Regions from separate parts of the Gossypium arboreum genome. Here all the other regions are linked to region 3. A link is a contact called in public Hi-C data. All regions are on one chromosome and are shown on one strand. The core of a region is the stretch at or near the end of the contact, and the rest is flanking DNA. Distances in the headings are between cores, read along the strand shown. Region 1 holds the start of LOC108457795 (ras-related protein RABE1c-like). Region 2 holds the start of LOC108458222 (organelle RRM domain-containing protein 2, mitochondrial-like). Region 3 holds the start of LOC108460728 (pentatricopeptide repeat-containing protein At3g53700, chloroplastic).

Evidence for each region. A called contact is a pair of places that touch in the nucleus more often than the background predicts.
Region 1: a Hi-C map of leaf shows a contact between it and region 3, with 1.8 times the contacts expected there. The contact joins the promoter of LOC108457795 here to the promoter of LOC108460728 in region 3. A contact is called at or near these places in 2 of 5 Hi-C or Micro-C datasets (both in leaf).
Region 2: a contact with region 3 is called in a Hi-C map of leaf, with 3 times the contacts expected there. The contact joins the promoter of LOC108458222 here to the promoter of LOC108460728 in region 3. A contact is called at or near these places in 2 of 5 Hi-C or Micro-C datasets (both in leaf).

Annotation. Positions count from the first base shown.
Region 1 is chr4:102,746,877-102,750,646 of ASM2569848v2, reverse strand. LOC108457795 (ras-related protein RABE1c-like) reads left to right here and starts at 2,129. Exons shown (of 9, transcript XM_017756940.2): 1 at 2,129-2,607; 2 at 2,732-2,835. The coding sequence starts at 2,763.
Region 2 is chr4:102,818,183-102,822,460 of ASM2569848v2, reverse strand. It overlaps LOC108458222 (organelle RRM domain-containing protein 2, mitochondrial-like), which reads left to right and starts at 2,499. Exons shown (of 3, transcript XM_017757535.2): 1 at 2,499-2,763; 2 at 4,190-4,258. The coding sequence starts at 2,649.
Region 3 is chr4:103,077,619-103,081,422 of ASM2569848v2, reverse strand. LOC108460728 (pentatricopeptide repeat-containing protein At3g53700, chloroplastic) reads right to left here and starts at 2,442. Exons shown (of 1, transcript XM_017760339.2): 1 at 1-2,442. The coding sequence starts at 2,304. The coding sequence ends at 40.

The DNA of each region.
Region 1 (3,770 bases), core at 880-3,379, 330 kb after region 3:
AGCATAATCAATGGATTTAGCTACTTGCTCTCCCCAAACTTGATCAACATAGCTTACTGATGCATCTTGGAACCTCTTAGCACGAGACTGAGTTATAGGTCCTTGTGGTAGCTTAACAGGTTCGGTGGCAACTTCCCCAACTAGTGTCGCATCATTACGTGTCATTTACATGTATGCCATGTCAATAAAGTAAAAAATGTTAATTTTTTCATCTCTTTTGGGGTGATTTAACTGCAAATTTAGTGGCTAAAAAAGAGAAAAATTAAACGGAGGGTTAAAATGATTTTTTTTGTAAAGTTATTATACCTTTTTATTTTTAGTTTTTTAAGAATTTATATTTATTTCAAATAATTTTATATCTTCGCTTAAAACACTGTTTATGATGACCCTCCACTTTATATAAACCACGTAAATCGTCCAACTCTACCATCATCTTCCCCTTGTCAACTAATTGTAACGCTTAGTTGATGTTTTTGAACTGCTCTCTAGACCACCATATAGTTCAACATCTTTTAATCAAATGAATTGCATGTTTAACTTGCAAAAACAAAATTAATTTAGAGAGTCAATTTTTCCCATGCAAACTAAAATATATGGTCCGTCGTAGGAGTGTTTATAGTTCGGTTAAAATAGAATTATTGATCAAGTTGATCTAATTCGGTTAATCGGTTAGTGGTCGAATTTAATTCAGTCGATTAATGATTTTTTAAAATTTCGATTATCGGTTAATTCGGTTCAATAAGATATTAACCGAAATAAATAATAAATAATATATATTTTATATTAGCAATGTATTTGTTGAACTATTATTTTTATATTAATTGAAATAAATAATATATATTATATATAATATATTTTTGAACTATTAAAAAAGAAAATAAATATTAGCAATGTATTTTTTATATTTTTTAACTAAAAGACAAAAATATATAAATTTTAATTAACCAATAGAATTAATTGAAATATTTTAATTCAATTAATGTATTTAAAATCTTTTTCGTTTCAATTAACAGTTAAATTTTTTTTACATTTTAAATAATATGATTCATGGTAATCCGATTCGGTTATTCAACATCCCTACCGGTGGATTGGATTTTCTACATATAATATACTTCCTCATGCCCATACTGATTTCATATTCCTTTCCATTATATTTATTTACCATACCCACCACTAACCATATATTCTTCACTATCCTCGGTTCAGGTATAATATTTCTGGTAGCCTGCCACCAACATTATTATTATTCTTTTTATTTATCACCACATTTTATTTTATTTACAAACTTCAAACCATGTGTAATCAGGTTTAGATTAGCAAATTTTTGATAGTCAAAAGTAAATTATATATTCTTACAGATTGTAAAAATATAATTTTATTATTTTAATAATTTATATTTTTATAATTTTTAAAAGATTAAATTAAATTTTTATTATTTTTAAAGAGTTCAAAGTATAAAATTATTATTATTAATTTAAAATTTTATAAATTATAAACTAATTTAATAGTTTATATCTTTATATTTTTAAAAATTAAATTAATTTTTTATATTTTTAAAGAGTTGAAAGTATAAATTTATTATTATTAATTTAAAATTTTATAAAATTATAAAAAATTAAATGAATTTTTTTACTGTCCTGCTAACCCTTGACTTCACCACTGTGTAATAAATATCCTTTTAAGCACTAGCAGAAATTATTAAAAGCCTTATTACTAAAATATTCCATCTTTAAAAGATATGCACATAAAATTATGTATCTAAGTGGATGAGTACTTTTTTTTTTTTTCTTAATATAAGAGCAAGTTAATTAGTAGTTTTTATGTATTTGGCTTCTGTTGGTGACTTCCTATAAGGCAGGCAAAGGCTTTGGTCGAAAATATAAAATATGATGCTTAACCTTTTAAAATTATAAATGGAACATTAGCCTATTGTTTATATTCCAATCGAAATCTAGCGTGAGTACTAAGAATTGGGTTGAGATGGATTCTTCTTAGATTAGTTTTATTTAATATATTTTAATCTCAATTCATTTAAAAAAAACAATTATACATACAATCACAAATATATATTTAATTAACTAAAATTAAAATATATAATTAGAAATATCTCCCCATACATAAACCCGTTTCTTTTAACATATAAAATATGGGTTGAATTTATAGATGGAAATAATGATTTTTAATATCAAGTAGATGAAAGAAAAATCCTTGCCCTAAATAAAATGTAGGTACATTAATTAGAGTCGCTGCATCATCCTCGGTGTTAGATGCCAAAATCCAGCGCATCTATCTCCGACTAATCGGTGCCGTTTAACTAACAGCTTTAAGGAAGCCTAGTCGTTATCTTCGATCACCTATTTTCTGTCCGTTGACGAATTAAAAAATAAAAAACCGTCCGTTGGATCCACCCATATCTCATCACCCAATATTAATCCAACGGTTAGGAGTCGAATCCAAAACTTATTTCTTGAATATACTTTCTTTTCAATTTTTCTTTTCCTTTTTCTCTCTTTCTCTAAAAGAAAGGTTTTCTTCAATGGCCGACCGGTGCTGACGTACCAGAGGCGCTTCCCTCCTCATTCCTCTCATCTCCTTTCACCAGATCCGGTACTGTTTTCCGTTCAATTCACTGAATCAATTTTAAAACATTCATTTCTATTTATTTTTTACCTTTTTTTTCGTTGATTATTAACGTCTCAGCTTTCCCTTGCCTTTCTTTTCTTTTTTGTAGGGTTTGTTTTCGATAAATTTCTTCTGTTTCCATGGCTGCTCCACCTGCAAGAGCTCGAGCTGATTACGACTACCTCATCAAGCTCCTTTTAATCGGCGACAGCGGTAACTATTTATTTTTTCATTTTCTCGCTTGATAGTTATACGAATGTATTTGCTCTGAAATTGGATCTACTTATTCAATCTACATTTTTGTGAGAAATGTTTGTGTTATTTTTAAGTATTTATTTATTTTTATTTCCTAAATATGGAAAACCAAGATGTGAGATTGTCATTTGCATTTCAAGATCTTTGCCTTAGATTAAGCTTGATTTTTATTTTACAGATGATTTTGATACGATTTTTTTTTTCGTTAAGCGATGTTGATTTGAAAAGAAAAAGTCTCTTATATTGCCTTTTATGGTGAATATATGCTAATGGTATTTTTGGTATTGTCTTTTAGCTTATATTTGATAATGTATTCTGTCTTGATATAGCTTATCGCCATGGGAATATTCTCTCTATCGGTGCTACTGATTTTGAGTATCATTGAGTCGTAGCATGCTCATTTGCAACAGGAAACTGTTTTTTAATGGTCGAGCATATCATCAATCCCTATACTTTGGCAAATTTTGAGAGTTAGTTATTGTAAGTTAGAAATTAAATCCCCTAAACTTTTTAAATTTAAAAATTTAAGCCAAATTGTTGACAACTTTAGTATTTTCTGTAAACATTTGCATACTATAAGGTATACTTAATAATAATTTACATTTACTAATGTAGTCACCAATTGGATTAGGATTTTTAAATAAAAAAAGTAAGATGATTTAACTTTTAACTTTTTAAGTACAAGGACTAAATTTCAAACTTCATTCAAGTACATGGACTGATGACATAATTTGACCTTTTTTAATTCACTTGATTAGTTGCTAGAGATAGTTATAATTGTCTATAATTAGGGATTAATAGTTGGTATTGTGGTGATTTTAAAGGAGGTTTTCTTGATATTCACACTTTCTTTTGAATTTGAATTCTATTTACTTATGCTGTTGTGTGCTTGT
Region 2 (4,278 bases), core at 1,250-3,749, 260 kb after region 3:
GCTCTTTAATCTAACGTACAAAAAAAAATTTAGTAGAGGGGACAAAATGCAACCCAACTTTTAGTATAAGGGCTTTCATGATACTTTTACCCAATATAATCTTTGGCAGCCAATAAAGCTGGGCTTTTAAGCTTGTAATTTTTTTATTACATTTTAATTATAAAATTATTTTTTATGAATGGAATATGGAACAACTTTAGATTTAGGTAAATTTATGCTGATAGTTTGGTTTTCCACATGTTTTTATTTTATAAGATTTAATTTATTTTAATTTTAAATATCTTTAAAGTTAAATGTGCTAGTTATAAGATTAATATTCGAGAGTCAAAACTCAAGTCAGAGCTAGATGTTAGCAAATTTTGATATAAAAATATTAAAATTGAAATAAAACAAAACCTAAAATAATTCAGATTTAGATTGAAATACAATTTGATTTTATCGATAGTCATAAGATTTTTTTATATATAATTAATTTAATTGGATTGATGATTATAAGATTAATGTCATAATTCATTCAATTTCATTAGCAGTTAAAATTATTTGTACATCATGATGTCATTAAATTCATACATAAATTGATTCAACTATTTAATGATTGTATGAGTCATTCGATTATATTCAGTATTTAGGAAAATGTGTATGCACATAATTTTATTGCACTTGTACATAAATGATTTGATTGGATCTTAAATGTGCGAATAATTATATAATTTATTCAATTATATTTTTATATTTATGATTCTATGATTAATAGTATAATTGCTTCGGTTACATTTATACATAGTTTGATTCAACTAAATAACGATGATATTATTAACTGTATAATTCATTCGATTACTTCCATAATTACGTAAATACAAATGCATGTAATGTTATTACATTTGTATATAAATAATTTAATTAGATCATTGAATGTACGATTAATTATAATTCTTAAAATTAATATAATTCATTTATTATATTTATGCAAAGTTGAATTTAATTGAATTAATAACTATATAATTTATTGGATTACGCACATAATTAAATACACATGATTTCATTATAATCGATTGAATTGTTTCAATTCGTTTAAGTGAAAACTTAATATAATGATTTAATGAATTATAATATTAATCGTGTATACAATTAATTGTATATTTCATTTGTTCACGTTTCTATCTAGCCAATTGAAATTGAACGTTTAATTTAGGGCTGACTAAAAAAAAATTTTGAATAGGGAAATCAGTTAAACCGGTAATTTAGTTTAGTTCGAGTTTTTATAGTTCAGTTTGGTTTTAGTTAAATGATGTTATTAGATCACATCACTTCAGTTTGATTTCGGTTTAGTTTATTAGACACGAAAAGTTTAAAAATAAAATTATTCAAAATTTCAAAAAAGGTTTAGTATTTTTTTACATATAAGTCTAATATCTAAACTTATTTAAAACCCAAAACAAAAATCATTGTCTCTAAATTCTTTATCCTTTTATATATTTTATAATTAAATAAAAATAAAACTTAAATCTAATTTCAGTGTCAATCTCTCACGAATTCATTATTTATTTATTATTTTTGTGAAAACTTTTAAGAATTTAAGTGTTCATCCCTTTTTTACTTATTATGTATTGTATTCTTTTCCTATTATTATTATTGTTAAAACTTTAAAAAAATTATTATCATTATTAACATTTTCAAGTTGGGTGCTTTTTTTTGTTGTCATTACACCTTAAGAATTATGAAATATAAATAACTTAACATTTTATTATATTAAGTGAAAATTGAAATTAAATTAAAGTTTTATTAGATTTTTAATAAATATTTATAATTATAGATTTTATAAATTATTTTTAGATAAATATGTTAATTGAGATTTTATGTGTAATTGAAAAAATAAAATTGTCAAATAGAGTCTAAGAAACATAAAAAAAATTTATCTAATTAAAGTTAAAAATTTAAACCCAAAAATAATTTTATCTAAATAAAGTCCAAAATTTCAAAATTCAAAAATAATATGGAAATCTGAATGGAACCAATTTAATATAAATTGGTAATGACCGGTTTCTTATGTTTACTTGGTTTGAGTTGAAAAAGAAAAAAGAAAAATCAAATACTCCAGATGGATCTAATTTATTAAGTCACAATTAATTATACAATACATTAGATTTAATGTATATTCTATTGTTTTGCAATTGTAATTCATTATATTACATCCGTATTTCAACTAATTAATATAAAAGAACTTAAGTCCTTCAAATATTAGTGAAATTTGGTTGGGCAATTATTTTTAATTTTATTTATTTTGAAATTTCCAATTGTTTTGTTATTTTAATATTAAAATATATAATCATTCATTTTAACCAAAACAAAAAGTGAAAATTTGTTATTTACTAATCAAATTACAAGTATAAATTAGTTATAAAGTATTTATGCTATTAGTCAATGCAAGAATATTTATCCTTAAAGAATTTTATTTCCCTATGTTATAAAAATGTTAGAAATAAAATTAGTTTATTATTACTCCAAACTTGGAAAACCGTCACGTCTATGCGTGGGTTTTAGTCCTCTCAACATTTTAAACTCCTCCTATATAAACCCTTAAAACCCTAACCTAACCTAATTTGGCTCCATTTTTTTCAACGGCCGTCGGCTCTATCGTCTCCTTTCCGATGGCTTTGGCTTCCAGGCTCCGCCGCGTCTTCACCGTGCCTTCCACTCTTTCTTCTCAGTTCGCTTCGATTCGTCTGAATTCGACTCTCACTTCCCCCAAGCTCTTCATTAGCGGTACTTTCTCATTTCCTTTGTTCATTTATTGGTGATTCCTTGGTTGACATTTTCATTTTCTTATTGTTTATTTCAAATTTAAAAAATTGAGATTTTGATTGGGTTAATGAAGAAGTAAAAGAAAATTGCATGAAAAATGGAAAGCCTCTTGTAAAATTAGGGGAAAAAGTAATTTAGTAATCCAAAATAAATGCCTTAGTAAGATGCAAAGAGAATGCTGAGGAGCGAAAATTAGAGAATGTTTCCCTTTTTCTATTGAATTAAACATAAAGCATGCATCTATTGGGGCTAATCAAGGTCTACAGGCATAACCCTATTATTATTACAAACTACCATTTCTAATAGAAGATGAGCTAAAAGTTTGGGGGTTTTTTTTCTTTACCTATTTAGTCTTTCCACTAATAATTTAGCACGTGCCTTGCCATTTGTATGAATAATTGCAGTTACTTTAGTGGTAGATGAATAAAGGATTGAAATAGAAGTATCTATGGTGTTGTGGCATTATGACACTGTGCCTTTGGACCTTCCCAATCAAGGGTTTCGGAATCATCTTTTGCGGTTTTAGCAACTGAGGAGTCCTTGAAATGCAATTGTTGGTTAACAGCCTTTAGTCAACGTTAGAATCTAGCATGCACTGAAATAACATTCAGGATTACTTTTTGTTTATGTTTTATTATTGCTGTTATGGTAGCATTTGAATGGGAAATTTTCATGTATATCATGTTCATCTGAGTCAGAAATGTGGGTGAGATGAAGAACAAGCAGCATTCGTGGCAGGAAAGCTCTGACATTGGGTTTGTCTCTGATATTATGTGGGTCAGATGTGTATTCCCACGCAAGTTATTGAAAGTGAGATTTTGTAAATGTATATGAACAGAAAGTAAAGCTCCTTTTGTCCTTTCATATTCACCTTTCCATTTAACCCAGGATATTGTCTTTGAACCCTGTATAAATAACTAGAGCTGGCATTTACTTTAGCAAACCAGAAATAAGGGAAAGGGTCTACTAGGTGCCCACTAGAGTTCCCTCATGTGCTTCATTTTATTTCCGGATTCAAAGCCTCTTTGCTATTTACTGAAGTGTTTCTGAGAACTCCTGTTGACATCTGAGATTGTTAAAATTAGGATGCGGAGAGCATTGAGTCTAGTGTGGATGGTAGTAATTAAAGGGATGAAACGCTAATTTTATAGCTCAATGGCATATTGAATCTCACATATCAGTTCTCCAACAATTGGTGCGCATTGATATTTTAGCTAGAATTATCCTTCTTCTCCTTAAGGTGGTTGTGTTCATCTGGAGTGAAACAAAGAAGAGAACTTGACATTATTTTCTTGTTCTTAAATATCTTTTTTATGGTTTCTTTCATCATTGCCTGCTGACACTTTTTGATCATAACCCCCCTCCCCTTTTCCGGTCAATTGAACAGGTCTTTCAAGAGAAACAACAGATGGACAGTTTAAAGAGGCATTTAATCCGTTTGGCCAGATTGTTGATGGTTTAATTTAACCCTTCCCC
Region 3 (3,804 bases), core at 1,193-3,692:
TCTTCTTCGCAACATGTTTACTAGGAGCACTATCTAGCTTCATCCTGACCAGTAAGGTTTCTTCTGCTTTCTGCTGTCCAGGATGTTTCCGAGGGTAGCCAATGCATCTTGAAATTTACGGATTCTAAGAAAACCTCTTATAATGGAAACCTCACTGTCTGAACAGTTAGCTTTATCGATCACCATATTAACCAGCTTAATTAAGGTATCCTCCATAGATAAAGCACAAAGTCCTTCAGCCAGCATATAAAATGATGAGAATTCGGGTAAAAATCCTTTCTCGGTCATCTCAACTACAAAATCAACAGCTTCTCCAATTGGTCCTCCACCACTACAAAGGCCGCGAAATATTACCTTATATGTGATGGCATCTGGAGGGTCACCCTTCTCCAACATCTCTCGATAAAGCCTCATAGCTTCATTAGCTCTCTTTCGTCTAAATAGTGCTTGAATAACAGGGTTATAAGCATGTGGAGTTAAAACCATCCCTTTCATCTGAATAGTTCTAAGGAGTTTACTTGCAACCTCAACTCTACCTGCCTTACAAAGGCCCCCAATCAGGGTCCCATATGTGACAATATCTGGTTCACACCCATTTGAAGTCATGGTTTGGACAATATCCGCTGCCTTCTTAATATCACCAGACCTGCAAAAGTATGTAAGCAAAGAATTGTATGTGAACTTGTCAGGCTTCAATCCTTCCATTAGCATTTGGTCCATAAGCTGAGCCGCCTCTTCTACCCTCCTGTTTTTGCAGAGACCATCGATGAGGGTGTTATAGGTCACGGAATTTCTTGAAACCCCTTGAAGCTCCATCTCATCAAAGATTTCCTCTGCTTCTTGGATCCTCTTGTTTTTGCAAAATCCATCAATCAAAGTATTATAAGTAATAACATTCCGAGCACAGCCACTTGACTCCATTTCTTTAAGCAGGCTTAAAGCTTCCTCTAGTTTCCCTCTACAACAAAAGCTATCAATCAACATGTTGTAGGTAAACTCATCGGGTTGGCACCCTTTATTCTTCATCTCCTCAAACAATTCCAAAGCGAGAGTATGATTTCTCGTCAGGCACAGACCTTGTATCAAAGAATTAAATGTGCAAACATCAGGTAAAATCCCCTTACTTGTAAGTAGACGTGCAAGCTCAGTGGCCTCTTCAATTTGGTTCTCCTTACAAAGGGTGCTAATCAAAGTATTATAAGTAACAGTGTTAGGCGAACAATCCCTCGAAACCATTTGGTCTAAAACCTCCACTGCCTCCTCAATCTCACCAATTTTACACAATCCCGAAATTAAAGAATTGTATGTGAATGCATCTGGATCAAACCCTTCTCGAAGCATCACATCCATGATTTCCAAAGCATGTTTAACAAAACCTGCCTTACACAAACCATTCACCAACATATTGAAGGTGAACTGATCGGGGTAAAACCCATCATTCTCCGACATCTCTTGTATAAAATCCAAGGCTTCCTCAACCCTACCTTCCTTACAAAACCCGTGTACCAAAACATTCACGGTCACATTAGTAATCGGACAACCAGCCTCCACCATTTGTCCCCTAAACCTCAAAGCACCATCCATATTACCTTCATCAATAAACCCCTGAATTATGGTGGTAAACGTTTTCTCATCAGGGGCTAAACCATAACTAGGCATTTCTTCCATCATCAAAATGGCCGGCCTAATTTGATGCGCATTACACAAAGCCTTAATCAATATGTTGAAAGTAGAAACATCAGGCTTAATCCCTCTACTAACCATCCCATCATGAGCAATTTCTACCAACTTTAACTTGTTCCCATCAACCAGAACATTCAACAAGAAATTATAAAAATGGGTATTGGGTTTTAACCCGAACTCACCTTCCATCAGCTCAACAACATGGAGAATTTCATCGTACAAACCGAACTCGGCATAACTTTCGATAAGAATTAAGAAAGTACCTGTACGAAGCTCACAACCGGAGTGCTTCACTTGTTGTAAAATAAGCTTTATGGAATCGAAGGAGCCGAGTTTTCCAAGCTTGGTGAGGAGTTCCTCGTAGATGGATAAGTTGGGGATGAAATTGGGTTGCTTAGAGGCCCAATCGAATAAGCGAAGAGCAGAGGACTCGTCGTTTTGGCGGCGGAGGGTGTGGAGGAGTTGAGTTGGAGTGAAGTCGTGGGAGAGAGGGAATTGGGTTTGGTTTGGTTGAGTAGATGAGAAGGAGATGGAGGAGAAAGGTGAAGTGGGTTTTTGGAAGAAAGGGAAAGAAGGAGAGTAAGACCAAGGGTAGCATCTGAAACATGTAGAGGAAGACATGTGTGTTATCTTTGCCCCCTTGAATTATATGTGTTTTGTGCTAAGGAAGAGAGAGATTCAGCTTAGCATTCAGCAAAGCAACGAGCGACTAAGTAATCCTTTAAAACCGGAAAGACAGACAGACACAGAGAGGAAACAAGAGCGACGCCGTTTTATCGGAGTTTAGCATTTTAGTGTCTGGCCCAACAATAAAAAGAAAACCCATTTCAGTCTCTCAGCATTAATCCGCCAATGGCAAGTTTTGGCCCATCTTATGGGGAAGATAAAGAAAGAAGGCAACTTAACTTTTAGTTTTATTTGAAAACCCAGCTTAATAAATAAATAAATAAAAAGATTATGAATGCCTAATATTTTTTAGCAAGTAAGATTTAATAATTCTTATTTAGAAGTTTATATTTGGATATGTTGCTTGCAGTTTCACCTGAATTCTATTTCTTACAGAGTACAGTTACATCGTAATTTTTTACCTCACGTTTGGTAGTACAAATTATAATATACAATTATATATATTAAAAATAATATTAATTATTATAAAAACTATCAATACGATAATTTTTTCATTAAATGATTAAAAAATAAAATTAAATAACCATATGTACTATATTAGTCTAATAAAATAGTCGATAATACACTTACTAATAAAAATAATAAGAAAAATAAACATTTAAATATATATTTTGTAACACTTTTTATAACACTTTTATAACATATTTTACAATATACTTTTTTCTGTCATAATTTTAGAAATGTTTTAGAATTTAAATAATATATTTTTATTATAATTTTATAAAATGAACATAAATTATTTTTATAATACAAACTTTTAATATTTATAATACAATTTTAGAATTTTTTTGTCATAACTATCCTAAACATTTGTACATGTTCATACTTATAATATAATTTTATAACTTAAACTTGTATAAAAAATAATTTCTTAAAGTTAAAAATATATAAGTATTTAGAAAGTCATAGGATAATTGAATTTGGATATAATTACCTAGGTAATTAATCTTATTCTCATTCTCTCTCTAAGAATTGAAAAGTGCAATTGAAATTTAATGAGATCCACTAATTACAAAGGTTACTATAACATACCATTCATGTGTAGTTACAAATAATTACACCCAAATTCAATTACTAGATAATTTTCTAAATACTACCTAAAATTTGGTGAATTAGATTAGAATTAAACTTAGTTTTTAGTTTTTGGTAGGGATGTTAATGGTTGAATTTAGTTGAAATAATTTTTTTTGAATAAACAGACTGAATTTTATAGAAATACTAAAACAATCCTGGAACAAAAGAGAAAGTCCAACAAATGTCGATTAAATCCAAAACAGAAACAAGGCCTAGTAGATAAAGGCCTACATAGTAGAAAAATGAAACAATAAAACTAAAGGAAACCTAAAAACCGTCTTTTTTTTTATAAAATTAACCTAAAAATTTAATTAATTATACAAATGACTTATTTTTTTGATTAAATACATAAATGACCTA